2 separate regions of the Gossypium hirsutum genome follow, and region 1 is linked to region 2. A link is a contact called in public Hi-C data. All regions are on one chromosome and are shown on one strand. Each heading gives the region's core, a stretch centred on a gene start, on an enhancer-like site or on the middle of the called end of the contact. The rest is flanking DNA. Distances are from core to core; before and after follow the strand shown.

Region 1 (6,114 bases), core at 2,195-4,694, 120 kb after region 2:
ATTGCATTTGTCCGCTTCCTTTTGATATTGTGATGCTAACTTCTTAGCCTCGAGTAAAAAAAAAACATTTATGTAAAAATTATAACAATTAAGCATTAGTGACATACAATTAACGATTAAAATAAAATAAAACATATATGTAACAAATAAATTGTTGGTCAGAAAAAGTTGTAAAAAATGAAAAACAAATAAAACATACAACATTAATGATATACCTCATTAGATGTAGAATTTACAGTATTTAAGCTCCTTTTAAATTCAGAAACCTGCAGGTGGTAAAAAAATGTAAGAACAGAGGATAAACAAGTGATTCAATAAAAGAAAAAGGAGAAACAAGAAGGAGATTAATTATTGAATAATATTGTAAATTTATCAAATCAGATTTACTATGGAGATACCGCCAAACCTGAGTTCGGAACTGAATCTTGAAACAAAACACTCTTAGTTTTGACTCTACTCGTGGCACTTTCATCATTTTTGAAAGATACATTATCTGCCAATTCTTTCCTCCTCTTTCTCATTTTTGAATTAGAAAGAACCCATACTACCACTAAGAACCAAGGCAGCTCTGACTGAAGCACAAAGCCCACTTTACCAGAACAGAGATATAAAATCAATAGCCTCTTGCAGTTTCAGCCACTGCTGCCTTTTTAAATTATAACAAGGGAGTACAGAACAGGAGATTGTTAAAGGGTAATTCTTCCTTGAAACATCCTTCTATTTTTCTTCTTCAAATGAACCACAAAGTCAAAAGGAGGACAAACCTATCACTCTACTAAATTTACAACCATATACACCCTTCCATAGCACACTTCTTTCCATAGGTAAATATATAGAGTAATCTAGTTTATATCTCTTAGAATAAGAATAAACCCATAAGTAAACAAAATGATTTTTTTTCAGATAAGCTCCCTATGCTTGAACTTTCAGTCAGAAAATCTTAACTGTATTTATGCTCATGAATAATCCACATCACTGAACAAATTTAGCTAACATTACTATCTTTATTGAGAAATTATCAGACATAAATTGTTCCAAAAATATAGTAGGGAAATATAGGACTAGGTATCAAAAGTACAATCTTCATCTTTTAACAAGCAGTATAAATTCCAACATCAGTACATGAAATTATAGTCTCCTTTCATTAGAAGAAGGAAGAGAGGAAAATAAAAAGAACTTGGCGGAAGAGGGGAGGGAGGACAAGTTTTCCATTGTGTTCCCCTCACTCCCTAAAAACCGAATAAAAAGAAAGCAGTAATTCAGTCATTCGAAGTGACCTAGCCAGAAAAATGTATTCCCTATCATACCAAAGTATCTCAGTTTTAAAAGAAATTTCTTAAACTGAATGGCATAAAGAGTTTTCTTATATTGGGAGATGGGGGGACTTGAATCCAGCTCTTTGAGTAGGGGGAAGCATGCACCAACTACTGAGCCAAATGCTCTGGAGGAAAGATATTAGAAGGTCAAATTTTAGAAGAACATGAAGACAAAGACAAATAATTTTTAGAAAAATAGTATATTTAGCATGTCAATGGAAATGAACCATCTATCAGTCCAGCTATGTAAAAACCCAAGTCTAACAATTTGAAAAATTGAGAAAATATGGTTAGAGAGAAAATGCAGACCTGTTCACACTTCTCTAGACTTTCCTTGTCACCAGTGTAGTTCTAAAAAATAAAAAGAGGGTAAATCACAATCAAAGAAGACAAACTTCTAATGGTAAATGTATACCATGTAAAAAGCAATTCTAAATAGCTTAAATACAATACTGAATATATTTATATGCTTATGCTAAAGCATCACCTTGAGAAGTTCCATTTCCTCTTTAGTTGGACAAAATTTTATGAGATTTTCCACTTGATCAACATCTAATACCGTATCATCCATTGCTAGCACTGCAGCCTGATAAATTCAAGAAGCTTGATAAATTCAATGCTACAGCATTTTCCCTCCTAAATCAAGTACAGTTGAGTAAGAATAATACAGAGAGAAGATGCTACAAAAAATAAAGATAAAGAAGTTAACATACAGGAACAAGCAAGATGTTAAGATATACTAGCAGGGTTTCTAGCAGGGTTTTATATACATTGAGAGGTTAACTCTGGTGGCCAGAATTTCATCATGTTTCTTTCTGCCACCCATCCATAGCTCCTTCTAATAAAGGCCATTGCTTTCATGTTTCCTTTCCATGCTTACACTGACATTCACAGATTTTCATTATCTGCTACTGTTATATATGATTGCGTTGTAGGGACATAGCCTTCAATATCTTGATAAACAAAATCATCCAGAACAAATCAAATATAAAGCTAAGACAAACAAAATTTTTCCACTCCAACAAAAAGCAATTCCAATTTTTTTTAACATCTCAGACTCATATGTTTGTACATACAAAATACCCAGAGCCGATGTAATTAAAAGAAATGGTTGCAATTACATTCTCTAAACAAGGGTGTAATCATTTGCATTATTTATGACAGGCAACCAAACGTAGAGACAGATATAAGACATGTCGATAAGGAGAAACACTTCCCATTCAAACAAACTACACTTCCACGTTCTAACATATAGGATAAGAGAGCAGAGAAAACAGTTTAAAAGCAATGCTGGTATATGTTTGGCCTAACTTACTGCTTCATAGTAAACATGTGACCAACACTTTATCTTTGGTGGATGTAACTAAAAACATAACTACATGTCTACATACTATATAAAGAGAACTCCATTCATTTATATCTTTGTATCTTATTGCAAGTAAATATGTTAATGCAGTTTTTCAAGCTACCTTACTCGAACTCAGGTGTGAATTTGGATATGGGTATTAACTTCTACATCTTATTTCATAAATTTAATTGTTTATCAAAATAACCGAGCTGTTGTAGCAAAAAATGTGGTAGCTAGAATATGATATTCAAGTAAAATACGATGGTGAATGTAGTTACTAACCTAAAAGTGAAGTCAGCCTTGTTCAGAGGAATCGACAACCTCGTTGAATTTACCAAATATATTCGGGCAGCAGAGGGGACACTAGACGGCTATGCAGCAGATGCACGGGGCGAAGGCGATGGAGGAGATGGGTTGCGATGCACGGGGCGAAGACGATGGAGGGAATGAGTTGCGATGCACGGGGAGAAGGCGACGGAGGAGATGGGATTTTTTGATCACGGGGCGAAGGATTTGGGGGAAAACTTAACGATTTGGAAAAATTGGGGATTTTAGATTTTAGGGAAGAAATATAGAGTTTCGTGAAAAACTTTGGGGAAATCAGGGCTAACAAAAAGAAAACGTTTAAGTTAGAATTTCGTGAAAAATTTGGTGAAATGGGTATTGCACTTTTCCGGCATTTTCTGAAAACGCCACCCTGTGCAAATTTGGGAAAGTAAAGGGAATTTGGGGCTCCAAAAAACGTATGCAGCCCAATAATTTTTTCTTTTTTTTCTCTTTTATTATTATTATTAGTAGTAGTATTATTATTATTTACTAAAATGGTTAAATTTTAATTTGGTCTCTCTAATATATTTAAATTTCAGATTTTTTTGCATATACTTTAATTTTTAATATCATTTAGTCTATATATTTTTATAATATTATTAATTAATCCAAATAGTTAATATTATTAACTTTTTGATTAAAACATTACATGATAATATGTAATTGGATAACATGAACTCAACCTATAACTTTATGCATAATATCAAGACTAATAGCAGAATTTAGCCAAACATATATAATTGCTATCATTTAAGTGATCATGACTAAAATTATAAATTTTAAAAAGTACAAAAGATAAAATTGATCGATTTGAAAAATATAGGGACTAAAACTAATCAAATTAAAATATAAGGACTAAATTTTAAGTTTAAATTTCACTTAAATAAATTAAGTGTAGAGGAATTAATTTGAATTGAATTATTTTTAATATATCAAAATATTTTTAGATTAAATCTTAAACCATTTAATATATATATATAAAGTTTATCTATTATCTCTTAAATAATTTAAACTACAATCATAAGTTTAATATATTCAAATTAATATTATCTCTTTTACAATTATATAAGAAATCGTTTAATATATAAATTAAAAAATACTAATTAATCTAAACCCTAAACTTCTTAACCCCTATCCCATAAACACTAAACCCTAAACCTTAACCATTAACCCCAAACCCTTACACCTTAAACTAGTTAACTCCTAAACCTTAAACCTTAAACCATATATCTTAAACCATAAACCTTAAACTATAATGATAATTAATTCAATATTTTAAATTCAATACTATCTCTTTTACGATTATATAAGAAAATATTTAATATATTGTATAACCATAAATTTTAATAATTATTGTTTTAGGGGTTATAGATTAATGTTTATGATTTTTTTGGGTTTAGGGGTTATATGACTTTTAGCAGCGTTTTACCAAAAGCGCCGCTAATGCTCTGGTTTTTAGTGGCGTTTTACCAAAAGCGCCGCTATTGCTCTATGTTTTAAAATTTTTGCGGCGTTTTTTGATAAAACGCCGCTAAAGCCCTATTTTCCTGTAGTGGTTGAAAGAATTAAAAAATATGAAATTAGGTAAGGGGTGGTTCAAACTTGAGCAAGAGATGGCGAGAAACATGTTTAACCAAGTAGGCTACTACCCATTTTTATTCAATTTTTACTCTATTTAATATTTATTTTAATGTGATTTTCATCCTAGGTTGCTGAAAATAAAAAGAGAAAAAATGGAAGAGATGTGATTTAAACCTAAGATTTCTTAAGGATGCATAAGGTACTTAACCATCAAGCCTAAGGCTTATTTCTTACTTATTCATTACAACTAACCTCCTATATGTTGAGGTGTGACATCCTCAATTGCTAAGGCTAGCTAACACCCTCTTGTTGAAACAAGAAAACCAAAAAGAGAAAAATCAACACAAAGAAGAAAACCCATCTTATTTGGGTTTGGGTTTTCGAGTTCAGTGGACTCCAAGTCCTCATTTGAGAATCCGAATGGTGAAAAGAAATACGAGAGAAAGGGGAAGAGTTTGGTGGTGATATTTTTCAGAGGAGATCATTGAAGGAGCGATGGCGGCGGTGCAACAGGTTGCCTTTCTCATTGTTTGCAATGAAGAAGAAAGATTGGTTTAGGAAAAACAATTAATAATTTAATATTTATTTGTAATAAAAAATTTAAAATTTAAATTATATTATAGAATTAATAAATAAGGACAAGTGGCATGTTCTGATTAGCCATCATTTTTTTAACATCTATTACAAAATTAGACTAAAAACTATACTAAAATGATACTTTAAATGCCAAATTGAAAAAAAAAATTTAAGTACTAAAGTGGAAAAACGTATATACTTCAAAAGCCAAATAGTAAATTAAGCCATCGAAAATTTTAAATAAGCTAATTATTAAATTTAAATTTCAACACCTACGTGCCATTCCTCTCCTCTTAATACATGGATTCCCTCAAACAAAAAGAAAAGAAAAGAGAAAATCCTATTTGTGTTATTGTGTCACGTGTGAACCTAGCGAACAAGTAATGCTATATATGCTAAGCATCATTTGTTTTTTAAACTATTCTTTATCCTTTTCTTTTCTTTGTCGTTATTAATTAGTTAAATCTTTGATTAAAAAGTAATAATTTCTTATTATTCTAAATTGGACTGAAAATAAATAATTACATCAAAGTCAATGTCTATCTGCACTGTGACAAAAACTTGATTATTTATATTTTATATTAATGTAAGGTGGAAAGAATCTTTCTCGTCTTGATACATGGCATAGAGTCACTATGATTTTTTTATTTTTTTTATTTTATAGAAGTAGTCTTTTTAATATGTTTAAATTTAAGATTTCATCCTTACATTTTAATTTCTAACATAATTTGGTCTCTATATATTTATAATGTTATTAATTAGTTTAAACAGTTAACATCATTAACTTTTCAATTAAAATGTTACATGATTATACATAATTTGAAAATAGATTTAAAAATCTTAAAAGTAGAGAGATTAAATTCTTGAAAATAAAAGTAGGAGAATTAAAGTCCAAATGTACAAAGTGTAGAGACTTAGAGTCATGATTGTTTGAACCGGTTAGGGTATTGTTCCAGAAAGAGGCAT
Region 2 (5,267 bases), core at 561-3,060:
AGAAACGATAACCTGAATAAGCTCCATTAAAAAAGTGAACATCTTTAGTGTATAACTTAGCAGAGAGGCTGGAAACAGCATGATAAAGATCTTGGGTTAAAGGAAGGATTGGGCTCTTTCTTGCCTATTGCGAACTTGTTGCTCCTGATTTCTTCTACATGAAGCTTTGCAGCATGTGTTGCTGCAATAACAGCCATTGCCATTTCTTTGTAACCCAACCAATGCTGAAACACAAACCCTTTCAAGTCACAGAAGATGGAGAGGAAACCAGTGCAAAAAGAAGATAATATGTACGAATGGCTTTGACCCTTTGATAGGACTGAGAAAAAAGGGTTTTTTTTTTTCTTTTTTGAAGAAAAAGAGGAGAAAAAAGTTGATCAGATGAATATTGCATGAAAGGTCTTCGGCAGTATAATAAACTATAGAGTAATGATGATATTAGCCTCCGTTAAGTAATTTACTTTTATTTTTTCAATAGAAGGGGCCTCAATAGTGTTTTTACCAGATAAATAATACTATATTATATTATTATACGAAATTTTCTTATGGGTTTTGCTTTCAGAAAACAGATTATTATCATAATTGTCTTAATGTAGCAGAGGAATAACATAAATCTTTCCCTTTCCACCCCAAAATTATTAATTTAAATATTAGTATAGATAATGTATCAACTAATCTTATTTTTAGCATATCCAACATGTCATTCATATGCCATTGTTGTTGTATTGGAAGATAGTATAGCTTTGAATGGGATAAGTATATATATGAAGCTTTTCAAGCAAGAGTCTGATAGGTAGGAGAAGTTAAATTAAGAAGTTAAAAACAGTATGAACGAAAGTTAAAAGTTTTGATATCCATATTTAAATACAAATATAATTATTAACATTGAAAGTATTATAAAAAATTTATATTAGAAATTAGATTGTATTTTAATTTTTTTATTAAAATATGTACAAAATTAATTTATATATTTTAATCAAAGAGTAAAATAATCATTTTATTATAAATTCCATCTATTTTTACTTATAAAATTTAGTTCTTGTAGATGCCATACATGTAGCATTTTAAGCTTCACTGTTTAATTATTTTATGGTCATAATTTACTTTTTAATTTAACTATAGAAATTAATTTATTTATTTTTTAAAATAGAAGGAAAAAAAGATTATGATATTTCATGAAGGAAGAAGCTGTTACATGATTGAGATCCTATCAAGTATTAAAATTGAGTAGTAATAATAAGGATTGATTAAACAAGATTTGGGTGAACTAAAATTTAACACAAATACTACAAAAAGGCATCAAGAATTACATCAACAACATCACATCTCATATCAATCATAATAGAACAAGAACAAAAGCAAAAGGAAACACGCAAATTAGGAAAGAACAAAAAAGGGAGTTTTATTACAAAATGGTACAAGAAGTGGAAGGTTGAGGAGCGTTGACACCAGGCCATTCCTTGCAGTTGCAGCGTTGGGTTTCAGGCAGGCGATTGTAAACAGATGGAACATGTCTTCCACAACCTCCCCATGTTGTCTTTCCGCATGTTGAGCACTTCACTTCGTAGCACATCTTTGCTTGATTTTTGCCTTGTTGCCCTCTTCTTTAAAAAGAACTGAATACGAAAAAGCCGACGACTTTTCTTTTCTTGTGATGAAATCGATGATACCCGAATATGTTTGAGATTATCGTTCCTTCTTGTGTGCGCCTGCCTAACCTATCAGCAATTAGATCCATGTAAAGCCTATGTTAAATTTGGGCTTAGTCATGAGCTAAGTTTTTGGGGGCACATTTGTTTAAGGTTGAATCTCCGTAAAAGCTAAACTATATGTCCTTTTGCTACAAAAATGAGTGAAAATGATGGGCCGAATGGCACTGAGTAGGGCCGTCCGCTTTAGTTATAATTTTTGGTTTGATTTTTTATGGAAATCGATTGGATTTTTAGTTCACATAGTAAAGAAATTAAATTCAGGGTAAAGTGCAGAAATGGTCACTAAAGTATTATCCCCAATCTATTTTAGTCACTAAATTTTTAATTTTTTTTATCTTAGTCACTAAATTATACAAAATCAAATATTTCCGTCACCGGATGTTAAAAGCCGTTTGAATATTAACGGAAGTGTTGATGTAGGCTTTTTTTATTAGTTTAATAACAAATTTAGCTCTCTAATGTTTATATATTCTATCAATTTGATTCTAAATATAAAAAGTTCAACAAATTTAGCTCTTTATGTTTACAAAATTTGTCATTTTAATTCAAATTCAAAAATTTTAATAAATATAGCACTCAACATTTACAAAAAAAATTAATTTTAATTTTTTTAATTTTTTTAAATAGTTAATATATACGAAGGCACTTAGCTATCAAAATTCTCATTTTAAGCATAAAAAATTAAAAAAAAAGTTTACAATTTAGACACCCGCATTACATAGTTCATTCATTTTGGTCACTCTTGTTAAAAATTCTAACGGAAATCTGACATCAAATTATTTCTAAAATTTTAATTTTTCACATAATTTAAGTAAAATAAAAAATTATTATTTTTGCCCCTATCTTTTAATATAAATGAAATTTATCCTAATTTTTTTTAAAAAAAATCTTTCTTCACATTCTCAATTTTCCATCCAAAAAAAAAAATCCATATCGCTTTTTGTTTTTTTGTTTTAATCAATTTGGCTACTATTGATTAATTTTTTCCTTTGAAGTTTCAATCTTGTTTGATTTGTAAACTTCTTTAAAAAAAAAATCTCTTTTAAACGCAAAAATAAGTATGGCTTTTTGTTTGCAAAAAGATTGATTCCTTTTTTGTAAAACATCCTACTTCTTCCCTTCCCCTATTTCTTCTCTGTTCTTGAGCTCCTCTTCTTTTAACTCAAATTTTGTATCTAAATTTCTTTCAAAATCCATTTCTCATTTTCATTAAAGTTTCAATCTTTAATCTCTTTGATTCCCCCCAAACGAAACCTTTTTTTTTCTTTTTCGCTTTGTTTATTTAAACATTTGTTGTTGGAGGGAAAAAAAAATGAATTTAGGGAATTAAATCTGAATCTTTTACCGAGAGAACCTAAAACTTTAAATGCAAATTTTTCATGGGCTTTTTTTTTCTTTTTATTTAAAGTTAAAAAAAATTGATGGAAAAAAAAGGGTTTTTTAAAGAAAGAGAAATCAAGAAAAATTGAAGGAAAAAATGGGACACTATCATGTAGTTTACCCTTTAAAAAACATTCACATAAATAGATGTACAACAATTTTAAAATTTTCATAATATAGAAATAAAATATCTTAGACCTCAAAATGAAATAAATTTAAAAAAAAAATCAATGAAGCGAGTCAATAAAAGACGATTGAGTTTAGTCTCGTGGATTGAAGTTGATTTAGTTATTTAAGCTATTCGTTTATCTTTGGTTTAAACTTTAAAATCTATAAATATAGAGAGTTTTAAGGTGTAATTTTTTATATACTTCATGTCCGTTTTACAGTTCATATTAGGGATTCATAACTATCATTTCTAATAATGTCGTCTTCAAAGTTCAAATCTGAATCCTCCCTTTGAAAGTGCAATATACTTTACCATTATACCCAACTACTTGTTAATTATAAAATGTGTTTTTAAAAAAAAAAAAAAACTTTTCATGTGCTCCTGTTAACATTTAACGAGAAAGAGAAAAAAATGAAAATGGTAATTTACCAATATTTTTAAGTATAAAGGCACATATTTCTCACATATAGTAACTTCCAAAAGGGAAGTCACAAAAGAGATAAAAACTGGCAAGGTGAAAAATAAATAAGAAAGTTTAAGTTCCGCCCCCCCCCCCCAAGAAAAAAAAATGGAAAATGGCTTAATGCCACCATGAATGACAATAGCCATTTTAAGTATTAATGGCGTAAAAGCCCTTGAAAATTGAATAATGGCATTTAGCCATTTGAAATTAAATAGATATAGGAAATTGGCTCATGACTATTTCAATACAAAAATCAATCGGCTTTGCAATAAAGAAAAGAGATTAGAAGAATGGCATTTGACGATTGATAATATGGTTTTCCAATGGTATTTGTGATTCATCCATTAATAATGGAATTGTTAAAGAAAAAGAAAATGAGGGAACAAGTTTTCTCTGTAACTTCGAAAAACAATACTCGGTTACATCATGAAGAACTTAGGCAGTGATAAGTGGACAATTTCCGTTATGTAATCTTGTCTTACACCGATAAATCAAGATTAGTTTTGCATCAAAGGATTTTATAAGTCTGTTAAATCTTAATTACACATTTATTTTTATGTAATGAATTATTAAATGTGATAATTTTTATTGATATCAAAGACTGTAGGTTATGATTTTTGGTTTAGTCGAAGTTTTTTGTGAAATTGCTAAAATTCATCGAAATATGTCCGAATCTATGAGTAATTATATAAAAGTGTATATGATCGCAAAACTTGCATAGTATATATATAATTTTGGATTTGTTGTAGTAGCGAAACTTGCACCCCCTCTAAAATTTTAAAAAAAATGTAAATTTATTAGTTAATCCCTTAACTTTTGAAAAATTTGACCCCTTTTATGTTGTTGTTTGACCCCTTTCCAATGTTGAATAGTAAAAAACTGTTTTTTTTATTTTTATTTTATTTTATCGTTTCATATGAGATATTAATTTTTTAACTTTAAATATTTATATAATATATTATACCATCGGTCCCATCCACCACCAACTTTTTTTTTTTAATTATAGTTGGCCACTTTTTAATTTAACATTAAATATGAATTTAGGTTAAAATTTAATTTGTTATATCATAAAAAAGAAGTCTCTTTTACTACTACTATTAATGCTTATTGTTATCAACACCTATCCTTCAAATATTAATTTTTTTATCTTTTAGTTATAAAGTTGAAAACAATTTTTTTTTCTTTTTTAAGTGTAGAGACAACACAATCACTATGACATTATTTTTAAGGAAAATAACTTGGCACCAATTTGAGCATTTCATTAGTGAAGAATCACTAGTGTCAAATAGGTTTGATCACACTTACATATTTATAGTGTCAAATTACTTGTTAATTTAAATAATTTTAGTGAACAAAAAACATATGGTCGCAATATTCATCAATAATATTGACTATAGATATGTTGTCACTATTACATCATTTACTAGGGAAAATTTAGTGTCAATTTTTAGTATTTCAGTAGTGAAGAATTGATAGTGACCAATGAATTTGATAACAATTATATACTTATAGTGATGATTTACTTGTGATATAATTTAAGTCA

The links. A called contact is a pair of places that touch in the nucleus more often than the background predicts.
Region 1: a Hi-C map of hypocotyl shows a contact between it and region 2, with 2.2 times the contacts expected there. The contact joins the promoter of LOC107916595 here to the enhancer-like site in region 2. A contact is called at or near these places in 2 of 34 Hi-C or Micro-C datasets (hypocotyl and leaf).

The regions. Positions count from the first base shown.
Region 1 is chrA01:33,249,159-33,255,272 of Gossypium_hirsutum_v2.1, forward strand. LOC107916595 (putative formin-like protein 15b) reads right to left here and starts at 3,445. Exons shown (of 5, transcript XM_041111408.1): 1 at 2,947-3,445; 2 at 1,804-1,902; 3 at 1,626-1,667; 4 at 216-266; 5 at 1-48. The coding sequence starts at 1,887.
Region 2 is chrA01:33,132,016-33,137,282 of Gossypium_hirsutum_v2.1, forward strand. No RefSeq gene overlaps it. Among protein-coding and RNA genes, the nearest start is that of LOC121228164, 5.9 kb to the left of the region's middle. Within about 2 kb of position 1,811, at least 9 of the 9 cell types and tissues checked have an H3K27ac peak or open chromatin away from gene starts, as enhancers often do. A contact at or near this core is called in hypocotyl and leaf, where this site is marked.